2 separate regions of the Mus musculus genome follow, and region 1 is linked to region 2. The links are chromatin contacts, called in public HiChIP or PLAC-seq maps. All regions are on one chromosome and are shown on one strand. Each heading gives the region's core, a stretch centred on a gene start, on an enhancer-like site or on the middle of the called end of the contact. The rest is flanking DNA. Distances are from core to core; before and after follow the strand shown. Region 1 overlaps Efcab11 (EF-hand calcium binding domain 11). Region 2 holds the start of Gm19951 (predicted gene, 19951).

The links. HiChIP or PLAC-seq counts read pairs in DNA pulled down with a chosen protein or histone mark.
Region 1: a contact with region 2 is called in an H3K27ac HiChIP or PLAC-seq map of regulatory T cells, with 4 times the contacts expected there. The contact joins two enhancer-like sites. A contact is called at or near these places in 1 of 39 promoter capture datasets (hippocampal neurons), 4 of 15 datasets of contacts at CTCF or cohesin (embryonic stem cells, large pre-B cells and pro-B cells), 55 of 484 Hi-C or Micro-C datasets (B cells, the BV-2 cell line, the C10 cell line and 34 more), 15 of 115 datasets of contacts at active chromatin or transcription factors (CD8 T cells, the HPC-7 cell line, T-cell acute lymphoblastic leukemia and 11 more) and 1 of 9 other capture datasets (liver).

What each region holds. Positions count from the first base shown.
Region 1 is chr12:99,819,854-99,826,358 of GRCm38.p6, reverse strand. The region is part of intron 5 of Efcab11 (EF-hand calcium binding domain 11); the gene reads left to right. Among named protein-coding and RNA genes, the nearest start is that of Efcab11, 60 kb to the left of the region's middle. Within about 2 kb of position 4,843, at least 29 of the 459 cell types and tissues checked have an H3K27ac peak or open chromatin away from gene starts, as enhancers often do. A contact at or near this core is called in CD8 T cells, T-cell acute lymphoblastic leukemia and regulatory T cells, where this site is marked.
Region 2 is chr12:99,642,933-99,648,968 of GRCm38.p6, reverse strand. Gm19951 (predicted gene, 19951) reads right to left here and starts at 5,873. Exons shown (of 2, transcript NR_166738.1): 1 at 5,627-5,873; 2 at 1,748-2,825. Within about 2 kb of position 1,833, at least 65 of the 459 cell types and tissues checked have an H3K27ac peak or open chromatin away from gene starts, as enhancers often do. A contact at or near this core is called in CD8 T cells, T-cell acute lymphoblastic leukemia and regulatory T cells, where this site is marked.

The sequences.
Region 1 (6,505 bases), core at 3,594-6,093, 170 kb before region 2:
AAGCTTGAATGAACACCAGACATGGTCATTATTTCATTTAATTCTCACGATTGCCTAATGAGTTGTACATTATTTCTCTGATTTCTGTTTTACAGATGAGAAAATGGAGCTTACAGTAAGGTGTTTAATCTAAAACAGAAAAAGGGAGGTAAAGTTGAAGGCATAGGAGGAATTGGAAGGTGGGTGTCTTTAGCTATGGTTTTACTGCTGTCAAGAGACACCGTGGCCACAGCAAACTCTTATGAAGGAAAACATTTCATTGAGGCTTGCTAATGGGTTCAGAGGTTTAATCCGTTGTCATCATGGAAACGTGGCAGCATGAAGGAAGGCGTGGTGCTAGAGAGGTAGTTGAGAGTTTTACATCTGGATCTAAAGGTAGCAGGAAGAGAGGCTGAGCCAGCTGGGCTTGCCTTGAGCTTCTGGAACGTCAAAGCTCACCCCCAGTGGCTCACTTTTTTCAACAAGGCTACATGTATTCATTCTAACAAGGCTATAATCCTTTTAAATAATGGCACTCCCTATGAGCCTGTGGGCTCCATTTTCATTTACACCACTATATTGTTCTCCCTGGCCTCTATAGGCTTGTAGCATAATGCATCGAGTCCAACTTTAGAGGTTCCCATGGTCTATCACAGTCTGATGTCTCAGAGACTCCTAGCAATCTCTTGACTATAATCACCTATAAAATAAAAATAAAAACGCAGATAACTTTCAATCTACAGTGGCACAGGATATACATTACCATTCCAAAAGGAAGGAAAGGGAATTTAGAGAGGACATACTAGACCTAAGTAAAACAAAAAAAAAAAAAGAAGAAGAAGAAAGGAAGAAAGAGAGAGAGAGAGAGAGAGAGAGAGAGAGAGAGAGAGAGAGAGAGAGAGAGAGAGAAATCAGCTGGGCAAACTCCAAACTCTGCATCTCCATGTCTGATGTCAAAGCGCTCTTCAGATCTCCAACTCCTTTCAGCTTTGTTGACTGCAACACACTTCTTTCTCTTGAACTGGTTTCATTCCCTGCTAGCAGCTTTCTTTGGCAGACAATGCATGATTTTGGCATCTCCAACATCTTGGGGTCTTCAAGGCAATCCAGCTCTCACCTTCACAGCTTTCTTCAATGGCTTTTCTAGGCCTCCATGCAGGGACACCCCTGACATATGCCTTGTCCCAGTGGTGGTCCTTAGTCATGGATATTCCATAATCCTTTTCTTGTGTCCTTGACCCTAAAGCAGGAACCTCATGGACGAAGCTGCCAAGTCCTGCTGCTTGCTGGGGTTGGACACACACCCCTCATTCAACCACATCTTCATCAGCTTTCTGTTTTTAATGGTTCCCTTCACTGCCTAAGCTTGGCTGTCATGGAACTCACTCTGTAGACCAGGTTGGCCTCAATTTCAGAGAGGAACCTGCTTTTGCCTTCTGAGTGCTGGGATTAAAGACATGTGCCACCACACATGGCCCTAAACTCTTTAATTCCTTTGCACAAGTTCGAAGCTTGGGTGGGCAGGGTCTCACCATGAGGGCACCAGTCCTCTGTTCCATTTGGCTTTAGTTTTTCCTTTAAACTGTTCATTTCCTTGAGCACTGGACTTGACTCCACTATATGTCCTGGTATCCCTTTTCTCGTCAAACTGTATATTCTGTGTTTTAGCTTGCTCCTTTTCATTATAGATCTGCATGAGAGTGGCCACCAGTGACTGCACAGCGCAGTCAATACTAGGTTGTCTGGAAATGTCCTCATGCTGTTAGTCCATAACTCTTCAGTTTAGCCTTGGGCAGGTTTTTTGGACAAGGGCAGAAAGCAGCCACATTATTTGCACACACAAACCCCCAAACACAAGACTGGTCCCTAGGCCACAAACTAACCTTCTTCTCCTCTGAAACTTCTTGAGCCAGGCCCCAACACTTCAAATCACCTCTGTCAGCACCACTGTCTTCCTTGCATCTACCAGTGTGGTTCATTAAGTCCCAAAGTCCACATTCCTTGAAACAAAAGCATGGTCAGGCCTATCACAGCAATACTCCCAGTCCCTGGGACCAAATTCTGTCTTTTTTTTTTTTAAGACTTATTTATTATTATATCTAAGTACACTGTAGCTGTCTTCGGATGCACCAGAAGAGAGCATCAGATCTCATTACGGATCTCAACTATGGTGGTTGTGAGCCACCATGTGGTTGCTGGGATTTGAACTCAGGACCTTCAGAAGAGCAGTCGGTTCTCTTAACCACTGAGCCATCTCTCCAGCCCCAAATTCTGTCTTATTTAGGGTTTCTATTGCTTCAAAAATACACCATGACCTTGGCAACTCTTATAAAGGAAAATGTTTAATTGGGGCATGCTTATGGGTTCCGAGGTTTAGTCCATTACTGTTGTGGTAAGCACGGTTAGCACATAGACAGACATGGTGCTGGAGAGGAAGCTGAGTTTAACATCTAGGTCTACAGCAGTAGGAAGGGAGGGCTGGTTTAGGCTTCTGAAACCTGAGAGCCCACCCCCAGTGGCTCATGTTCTCCAACAAGGCTACATCTCCTCTAAGAAGGCCACATATTATAATCTTTTCAAATAATTCCCCGCCCTATGAGCCTATGGGGACCACTTTCATTCAAAGCACCACAGTGAGTATGATTAAAATACTTGGTGTGCATGTATCGAATTATCAAAGAATAAATATTATAAAGAAATACATTAATAAAAAGAGAAAGAGAAAACTCAAGAACTAAATCTTCCTTCTGTTATTTTACACTAAGCACAAACCACCTGTTTGATATTGCTGTGTTACTCTTCGTGAATCTGATCTGTCTCTCAGTGGTAGATAGATCGGGACGGATCCCTCTCTATCATCCGTAAGACCGTCAGCTGCCTAGACCTTGCAAGTCCTCATGCCTCTATGTGCCTGTGTTAGGGTGGGAATTCCAATGGTAACTTTTTCATCTCCTTGCATTTGAGCCCCTTAAGCTAGGAAATGCCAGAACTCCCCATCAATCCTTCTGAGCCCCATTTTTCCAGGAAAGAACTGTGTACCATGACAGATCGTGGTAATAGCTTATTGTTCAGTGGTGACTCCTCCCATCGTGGTCCAGATGCAGCTTTGCTGTGACCTCCCTCCCTCCATGAAGGATCTCCAGATAAGGGAGAGAAGAAGCCCTGCTGGGAAAGGGAGTCCATTATTTTTTACCAAGCTCAGGAGTGCTGCCCCCTCTCCTCAGGGGAGCTGCCCCACCATGGTGGACTACAACCTTTAAATAGCAGGATCTTCCAAGAGTAAATATAGTCTGAGATGCTGCTTTAGCCAAGATTTGAATGCATTTCCAATTTCTGCACTTCCATAAAGCCATCTCAGATCAATAAGAAATTCTGACTATTTGCATACCCTAATATTGGATAGTGTTTTCATCCCAGAGTTTCTTGGACATAATCTAAAGCTAACGTTGATTTTTTTTTTTAATGCAGATATTTCACAGGCCTGTTTTTAGAGCCTTGCACTTTTGTGTAGATGGCAGATGAACCCCCAGGCTTCCCTCTACTCTCAGCCCCAGCCATCTACTTCCCTCCCACCATTATGTGGGAAGAAGCTACGTGTTTGCCAAATGGCAAAACAGCCTTTACTTGACAGCATGTGTTTCACTTTTGTGCTCAGGCTTTATCGTAGGAACATTTTCTTTCATGGAAAATGATCATTTCTTCCAAGAGTATATAATTTTTTCAGGAACATGGAGTTTTAAAAATGAAACCACGTATCACACAAAATGATCTTTGGTTTTTGTAAAGGTGGGCTTTTTTTTTTAAATATCTACTCCGTGGTTGTTCATTATCTTAAGACCTATTAGTTATAACACACGCGCCTGAAGAATGGAGGGGTTTAAATTTAACCTAGACAAAATGTCTCGCTATAGTTAGATTCTGAAACTGTGCCAGTAAAATTGTATTTGAATGAAGCTCGAGTTCATTTTTGAAGGACTGGCTTTCCACTCTAAATGTGTAAAACAGTTATTCAGATTCCAGTAGACGTGTGTAAGAGCCAGGCTCTGTGTGACAGAGCGGTGGCGTTGTTTGTAGGGCTTCTCACTCCTAATGATTGGCCTAATGTGCAGCGTTTTCTTTTGCCAGCTGAGGGAATGAGGCTCGTTTCATAGGAATTTCATTCAGTAATATGCTCGCATCATGCCTCACTTATAACTGTGTCCCTGCAACAAGAATGCCAGGGAGTCAGATAACATCATTGCTAAAAAGTGCAAAGTAATTTGGGTAGAAAAATACTGTAATAGCTCTAGCAATAGACTATAATAGACCACTTAGTGCCTAGTGTAAAAATAGGAGGAGGATTTATTTTTAGTGTTCAATGGGGTCAGATCAGTAGGATTAAAATACACAGGTTCAGTGACAGCGGTCACCTCCGAGGAGCTCTCCGTGATATCAGAGCTCCATGTTTAACCTTAAGTAGTAAAAGTCATCTAGTCACAGGTATCCCTCTTTTTTCCAAGATGATAAAGCAGAAACAGGCATTTGTTTTAGTCATAGAAGCCTTGAGGTTAAGAGATGGTAAATCGGGCCAGGGTATCTCACCAATCCAATCAGGAAATGGCTGTTGGGCACCCGCAGTATGCCAGGTGCCTTTCTGGGTACTGGTAGAGCATCAGCCAAACACACAGGCCCCTCAGCGGCAGGAGTTCCTCGTTTCCCTGTGAGAGGACAGTTTCCCGTAGAGATGAAACACTGTGGGGAGACTAAAACAGCAAACAATATAAGGACGAGTTTGGTTTAGATCCGGAAGTTAGAGAAGGACTCTGTGACAAGTGACAGTTAAACTGAGACTTAAATGACAGAACACCACCTACCATCTACAGGAAGAGCCATTCAGAGAGGGGGAACAGAGTTGCAAAGGCTCTAAAGAGGGTTGTGTTGGCAGGGCTGAGACAGTAAAGAAAGCCGCAGGGTGGTGGAATGCAGCGCGCTAACTGCAGCCAGATCTGAGTGAAATCTGCAAGGAGGACAGGAGCTGGAGGGTGTGCTATGCACGCACGCTGCCCTACTCAATCTGTGCTAGCATGGTAACCAGGTCACATATTGTTTCGCACTTAGTGTGCCATTGTCTAACATGGCATTGTACGTTTACACTGTGTTTTATCTTTCTGTCTCTTTATGCTACAGAGACAGCCAAAGAGAAACACTGACATCCTCAGGTATGCAGAGTTTCTGGCATTCCTAACAGAGCCACACAGATAGGTTGCAATGCCCGTGACAGAATCCCCAATACCTTCCCATGCTCTTTCCGAATATCCTTCAAAGAGCTGGGAAGATGCCTCGGTTGACAGAGACCTTGCCAAAAGCATGAAGATCTAAGTTTGGATTCCCAGCACAAGGGAGGACAATCCTTGGGGCTCAATGACCAGCGGGTCTAAGTAACTCAGTGAACTGAAGGTTCAGTGATATCTCCCACTGCAAAATAAATAAATAAATAAATAAATAAATAAAAGTGAGAGAGTGATTGAGGAAACACCCCACATGGACCTCTGGCCTCCACCTGCAGGGAATACATAAACACCCACACCTACAGGTTTATACACAGTGAAAAGTGCACACAAATCTCTTTCAGTTCAGCTCAGCAGATACTTTCTAGGTGCATGAGCCATGAGAAGCCAATGCATTCCCTGGGCTGCTGTAGACAAAGCCTTAACTACTGAGCCGTGTGCACCGCTTGGGTCCTGGAACCCTAACCAGGGGCAGTGAGGGGATGAAGAAAGAACAGGCACACAGGAAAGCTGGCATCTGGCTGGGGTCTGCTGCCACCACCAAGCTGTACCGGCACAGGGTGGTGGGTATCTATCTAGTTTCCATAGTAGGTCTCAGTAGGTGAGCAGTGTCAGGCTGCAAACATCTGGGAGCAGAAAGCTGCACACAGTGATCACTAGAACTCCCAAGAAGGCTTCACCATCCCGCTGAGCCTCCCCTGAATAAGGCTTTGCCACTCCCCTGAGGCTGAGACACTGGAGTCTTCAGTGTGGTTGTCCCATGTCAACAGCACACATGCACACAGGGCTCCTGTTCCCTGCAGGCAACAGGAATTGTGATAACTTTTTGTGTAAAGCCTCGATTCTATCTATAATTTCAATCACAGAACACCTACCTTTTCTACCCGCTAATTTATCCCTAGATTACAAATCATAACACGATACTAAATCCAGACGTCAGTAATTCATGCTGACAAAATCTTCATCTGTTTCCCTGGATACGGAAGACCATGGTCTGTGTATGCATCAGGCCAACTTGTATTATTTGAATTTTTTTTTTTTTTGGATAGGGGAAGATCTTTTTTTTTTCATTAAAATTTTAATAAAATGTATGAAAGCCTAAAAACATATATTCTTTAAATGGAGCTGCACAAACTATAGACTGCTATGATTATTGTGACTCAAGAGGGTTGGGTTTTTCCACTGAAGAGTTGGGAAGTAATAGACTGTTTCCCTGCATATGTCTTCAGACCTTCTGGAGTTGCTGCTGAATCCATCCT
Region 2 (6,036 bases), core at 584-3,083:
TTGACCTACTATACCAAGAATGCAGGCCCTTAGACAGATGGCTGAAACCTCCTGGTGACAAGGTTGGCAGTATCAGTGCTTGGGAGGAGCACGAAGGATGACATTTAAATTGCAATCTCTGGGGGCCAGAGAGACAGCTCAAAGGTTAAGAACACATACTGCTCTTGCAGGGGACCAGAGTTTGAGTCCCAGCTCCCCTGCTCAACAGCTAATAACCATATTCAACGTCAGCTCCAGGGGAAACTGATGCCTTTGGCCTTGAAGAGCCGTTACACTCATGTGCACATACCCTCCCACAGATATACACACAGGCACATAGCTAAAGAAGATCTTAAGAATAAATTTCTGAGCCGGACGTGGTAGCGCACCTTTAATCCCAGCACTCAGGAGGGAGAGGCAGGCGGGTTTCTGAGTTCGAGGCCAACCTGGTCTACAAAGTGAGTTCCAGGACAGGCAGGGCTATACAGAGAAACCCTGTCTCAAAATAAAATAAAATAAAATAAAATAAAATAAAATAAACTTCTGACTGCATCTGTTTATCACATCACCTGATAATTATCTGCTGGATTTTGACTAGATAGGATGTACATTTGGACTTAAAATATAGACTTTAGGCTGCAGAGAAGGCTCCAAAAAGAGCTTGTCACATAAGCAAGAAGAGACTGGAGAGTTGGGATCTCCAGGTTCCACATTAATCCTGGCGTCCCTCCTGTAACTCCAGCTTAGAAGGCTGAGATGGAAACTCCAGAGCAGGCTATCCAGCAAGACTATCTGTATCTGTGTGCTCTGGGTTTGATTGAGAGACCCTGCCTCAAAAGAAAAGGAAGGAAAGGGACAAGAATGATTCCTGACATCAGCCTATGGCCTTACACATAAATGTGTGCCCCACACATGTACACATGTACACACACATACACACATATAAGAAAAAGAAAAATATGTAGACTTTTTCAATGAGCTTAAAATGCCCAGGTGCTTCTGGCATCAGTGTCCTGAAGCCACAGGCATCAACCATTGGAAGAAAACCAAAGTCAAGAAAGGACATCTAAGAGTAGAAAGAGAACTTTCAAGGGCTGACAGGGTTCCACGGCTGTCTCAAGAACAACCTCTCTGTGTGGGCTAGGAGACACTGGGTCTCTAAAGTGCACGAGGACCTCAGCTGGACCCCTAGAATCCATGTTAAAAATAAAATCGAGATGCAGTGGTTTATGCTTGTAATCCTGACACTGGGGAAACAGGGACATCAGAACCCTGAAGCTCACTGGCCAGCCAACCGAGCCTACTTAGTGAGTTTCAATCAGTGAGGGACTTTGTTGAAACATATTTTTGACTATCTACCTAAAAATACTTATAGTACATATGAGGAGGGGGGAGGAAGAGGAGGGGGAAGGGAGGGAGGAAGACAGGGAGGGAGAGAAGGGACGGAGAGAGAGAGAGATGAATTTTTCCCACTATCTGAGCTGACAATGCTCACTCCGAGAGCCATAGAGCACCTAACAAAACCTCCAACACCAGGCATGATAAGCCTTCTTCTGCGTTGTTGGACAGAGGTGTCCATAGAACTCCTAAAACGTTATAGGACGTTGCTACTGCCCATTCTTACATTCTTACCCCCTGGATACGGAAAGTGTGGCTGAAGAAACCGTGCATTTCTGTCCTGACCCGCAGGACTCAGTTATTCGTGGGATCCGAGGGGGACCATGACTGAAAGAGAAACAAGGGAGAAAGAAGGAGCGAGACTAAGCAATGGTTGTCAAGGTCTGTTTATTGTGAGCAAGGTTACAGAATATAAGCAGTAAGAAGGAGGAAGTAAAGAGGGAGAACCTTGCCTGTGCCTCAGCCTGGGGGGAGGGGTAGTTCTGCTTAACTGCCTGGGAACGTAGTATCTACTCTTAGCTCAGGGAACATTCTGTGGTTTTCCTCAGAAAGTTTGCAGATACTATTATCTGATCTTGATATTCTGTCAGCTGTCATTTCAAAAGGTCAGAAGTTTCTCAAGAAGGGAGGGGAACTTTGGCTTATGGCTCAGTGTCAGTCTCCAACATTTCCCTCTCTTTTATATTATAGATGGAGCATCTGTCTTAGGCTACATGATGTGCATCCACAACCAGCACCCGACATGGTTGGGTCTGAGGGTAGAGTCTCTGTCTTAGGCTATGCAAATGGCCTCCATACCCAGCACTGTCAATTCAGAGTGGGCTCCTGGATCATGGACTCGCAATAATCCTGTCATTGAGATGCTCTACAGCCTATCATGGGTGTGCCTCCTGGTATGTGGCATCATGCTATTCCTGTCATTGATGTCTCCATAGCTTACCAAAGCACCCTTGGTCGGGGCCTGGGTCTAGGACTGTGAAATCTAGGCCTACCGAAGGGGTGCCTGGGGGCTCAGCATAAGTATCTTGGCCAATGTCTCAGACTTCAAGGTGACACTGGCTTCTTAAAGGCGACACTGGCTTCTTAAAGGCTGCATCTATTTCTGATTTTACCAAATCTGTGACCTTCCTAAATGCCCAGGGTCCAAAAGAGATAAGTAAAAGAAATCCTATCCGGGGCAAGGAGGGGAAGGAGGTAAGGCAACACTCCATTCCAGACACTCCACATGGGATTGGCGAAGAGTTCTTGACGTCTTTTTTCTAGGTCTTCTTGGTGTTTTCTGATTCTGTCTCCGACGATCCCAGACTTGTTTGTATAGAAACAGCATTTTTCCTGTAAAGCTAAGCAGATACCTCCCTTGTCTGCAGTTAGTAAATCAAGGCCTCGTCTATTTTGTAGGACCACTTTTGCCAGGGAATCCACTTGATCTTGAAGATCTTTTACTGACCCTATAAATGATAAACCATATTAACGTCATCAATCAACTGTTGGGACAGCTCATTGTAAGTATCTAGAGCCACCCCATCTCCAGCAGAGCCAGTAGCCAGTGCCCCAGATATCCCTAATCCAACCAAAAGTGGGATAAGCTGAACAGCTCCTTTATGTCTGGGGGACAAACATAGCAAAACTGGGCAGAGGAACAGGCTCGTCTCCTCGTATAATCTCTATATCTGGCGAAAGTAAGGCCGGCACACAGGAACCAGTCCAATTTACAGGGAGAAAGGGGGAAGCCACGTTATCACCGCATACATACACTTTTCCCCCCGCACCCAAACAGCCTGAGGCAGAGAAGGTAACATAACTGGTGCATGAGATAAACATGGCTAGGCCAAGATCTGCATCAAAGGAATCATTCTTAAAAGAGCTATACATTAAGGTGGATACATTAAAATTGTTTGGTAAGAACTTAAAAGACCCCTTTTCTGGGGTCTGATGAGCGTCGGCATTGGGCGCCTTAACCCGGCGTTCGGTTCATCCCGCAGCACCAGTTCTGCTTACCAAAAGTGGCCCACTAGGCACTCGCATTCTACGCCCGGCTCCACGCCAGCGAGCCGGGCTTCTTACCCATTTAAAGTTTGAGAATAGGTTGAGATCATTTCAGCCCCAAGACCTCTAATCATTCGCTTTACCGGATAAAACTGCGTGTGTCGGGTAAGAGTGAGAGCGCCAGCTATCCTGAGGGAAACTTCAGAGGGAACCAGCTACTAGATGATTCGATTAGTCTTTCGCCCCTATACCCAGGTCGGACGACCGATTTGCACGTCAGGACCGCTTCGGACCTCCACCAGAGTTTCCTCTGGCTTCGCCCTGCCCAGGCATAGTTCGTCATCTTTCGGGTCCTAACGCATACGCTCGTGCTCCACCTCCCCGGCGCGACGGGCGCGACGGGCCGGTGGTGCGCCCTCGGCGGACTGGAGAGGCCTCGGGATCCCACCTCGGGCCCCCGGGCGGGGCCCTTCACCTTCTTTGCGCCACGGCGGCTTTCGGACGAGCCCCTGACTCGTGCATGCGTTAGACTCCTTGGTCCGTGTAACTACAATTATCTTGGGAGGGGACGATAGTGGATTCATGAAGCAGGGGTATTACAAGGGGCCAAGAGGCTCCCAATGCAAGGCACAGCCAACAATCCCTGGCCAGGGAGGGGTTGGAAACATTTAGGGCTTTATGAGTAGCAACACGTATATCTATGGTCTAGAGGTCTAAATTAATGCCTCTGGACTTTGGGTGGTGGTGGAGGCGGAGAAGGAGGCCATCAATCTGGGCTTGAATTATCTGTTGAACCCATTCTTCTCAAACGTGGTCCATGGGACCACCACCATCTGAAACATGAAGAGGAGCGGCTTATGGCCAACAAGCCGGTTTATCAGGGGGTGCGAGGCAACCAGCTGTAACATATTTTGAAGTATAGGAATTGGTGCCAATTACCTGGGTGTTGCGAAACCAATCCACCCCCCCACCCCCGTACTCTGTAGCATCTTAGAGGGAAGAGCCCAAAAATAAGGCTGCCTATCTTTGAGGCATGTGGACAAGGAAGAATAACAACTAGCACGCATCTGATCAACAAAGGAACAATTACTGGGGCACTGACCATCAGACAGTGGAGGCAAAGGTTTGGGCTTATTGACACACTTCCAATGTTGACTTGTCCCTCCAGTAGGAGAGCTGAAATATTGTAAGAAGGCATTCTTATCCCCACAATCAACTGACTGAGTGTATTGTGATAAGGGTGATAAGGGTGTAGAAATCACAGGGCTGACCATACAGAGTGGTCAGGAGTGTAAGCCGATCGACAGGCAGACCAGCTTCGACACCCTGTGGTACCAACAGTAATCCGAGGACAAGCAGCATCTGCATTTTTACCCTCTGTTGTAGAGAAGATAGGGAAGTTTCTTTCCTGTAATTAAGCACAATTGGGTAATTTCTCAGGGGCCTCCCTGGGTGGATTATATAATTTGATTAGGTGATCTGGCAGCCATCGAGTGTTGCCCGCTTGGGCATCATAAACACAGGCATGTCCTTTTCCCCAAATGAGGACAGGGTCAGGAGCCTGCCATTTGTGAGTTAGTGGATCTTTCCAAAGGGCCTGAGCATAGTTTGGGCAGTGGTAGGATGCCACAGGCGATCTGCAGCAGACTTACCCTCAGTGTTGACCATGAGATAATTTAAAACAAAGAGTGAATGGTTGATCAGGGTCTTATGGTTACCAGTCAATGGATATAAAATTCCTCCGTTTGACTGTAATTTAGAGATCATGTTTTTAAGAGTTTGATGAGCTCCTTCAACAATGCCTTAGCCCTGAGGATTATATGGAATGCCAGTAACATTTTTAATGCCCAACTGCGAGCAGAACTGTCTAAAGCTGCTGCTGGTGTAGCCGGGCAGGAAAGAGGCTTAAGAAAATCTTCAGCCAGTGAAACAATCGTGCCTGCCTCAGCCGAGGATGATTTAATGACATCTCTGATGAGGCCCCAATAACTAAAGGTCTGGATGGGCACTGTATCTGATCCCTTTTCTTTTAAAAGTTCATTAAGATTGCGCCCTACCCTTTCCCACTTAAGGGGATGGATTTCTGGTCCATCTATTATGAACCATGGACAAACTTGAGAAATAAAGATGAAAAACTGTGTCAAATCTTTCTTTTTAACTCTGACTCCTCTCTCCCTGAGGGAGGCCTTGAGATCCTTAATGAACTGCGCCTCTTTAGAAAGCTTCTGGCCCATTTCTATAGGACGGAGAAATGGTAACTTACCAAGGATGACATTCTCTCATGAGCGCTGAGAGCGCACCCAGATGAAACGTGTTGTGCAAACGGCGAGATGATCCCGGGAACTGGAAGGTGGTCTCTATCTGGCAAGGGTTTGTACCTCGAGCCCCACGTTAGGCGCCACTTGTCCCGACCCGCAGGACTCAGTTATTCGTCCCCACGAGGGGGGGACCATGCCTGAAAGAGAAATAGGGGAGAAAGGAGCAAGACCAAGCAATGGTTGTCAAGGTCTGTTTATTGTGAGCAAGGTTACAGAATATAAGTGGTAAGAAGGAGGAAGTAAAGAGGGAGAAACTTGCCCGTGCCTCAGCCCGGGTGCGGGGGGGGGGGGGGGGGGTTCTGCATAACTGCTTGGGAACATAGTATCTACTCTTAGCTCAGGGAACACTCTGTGG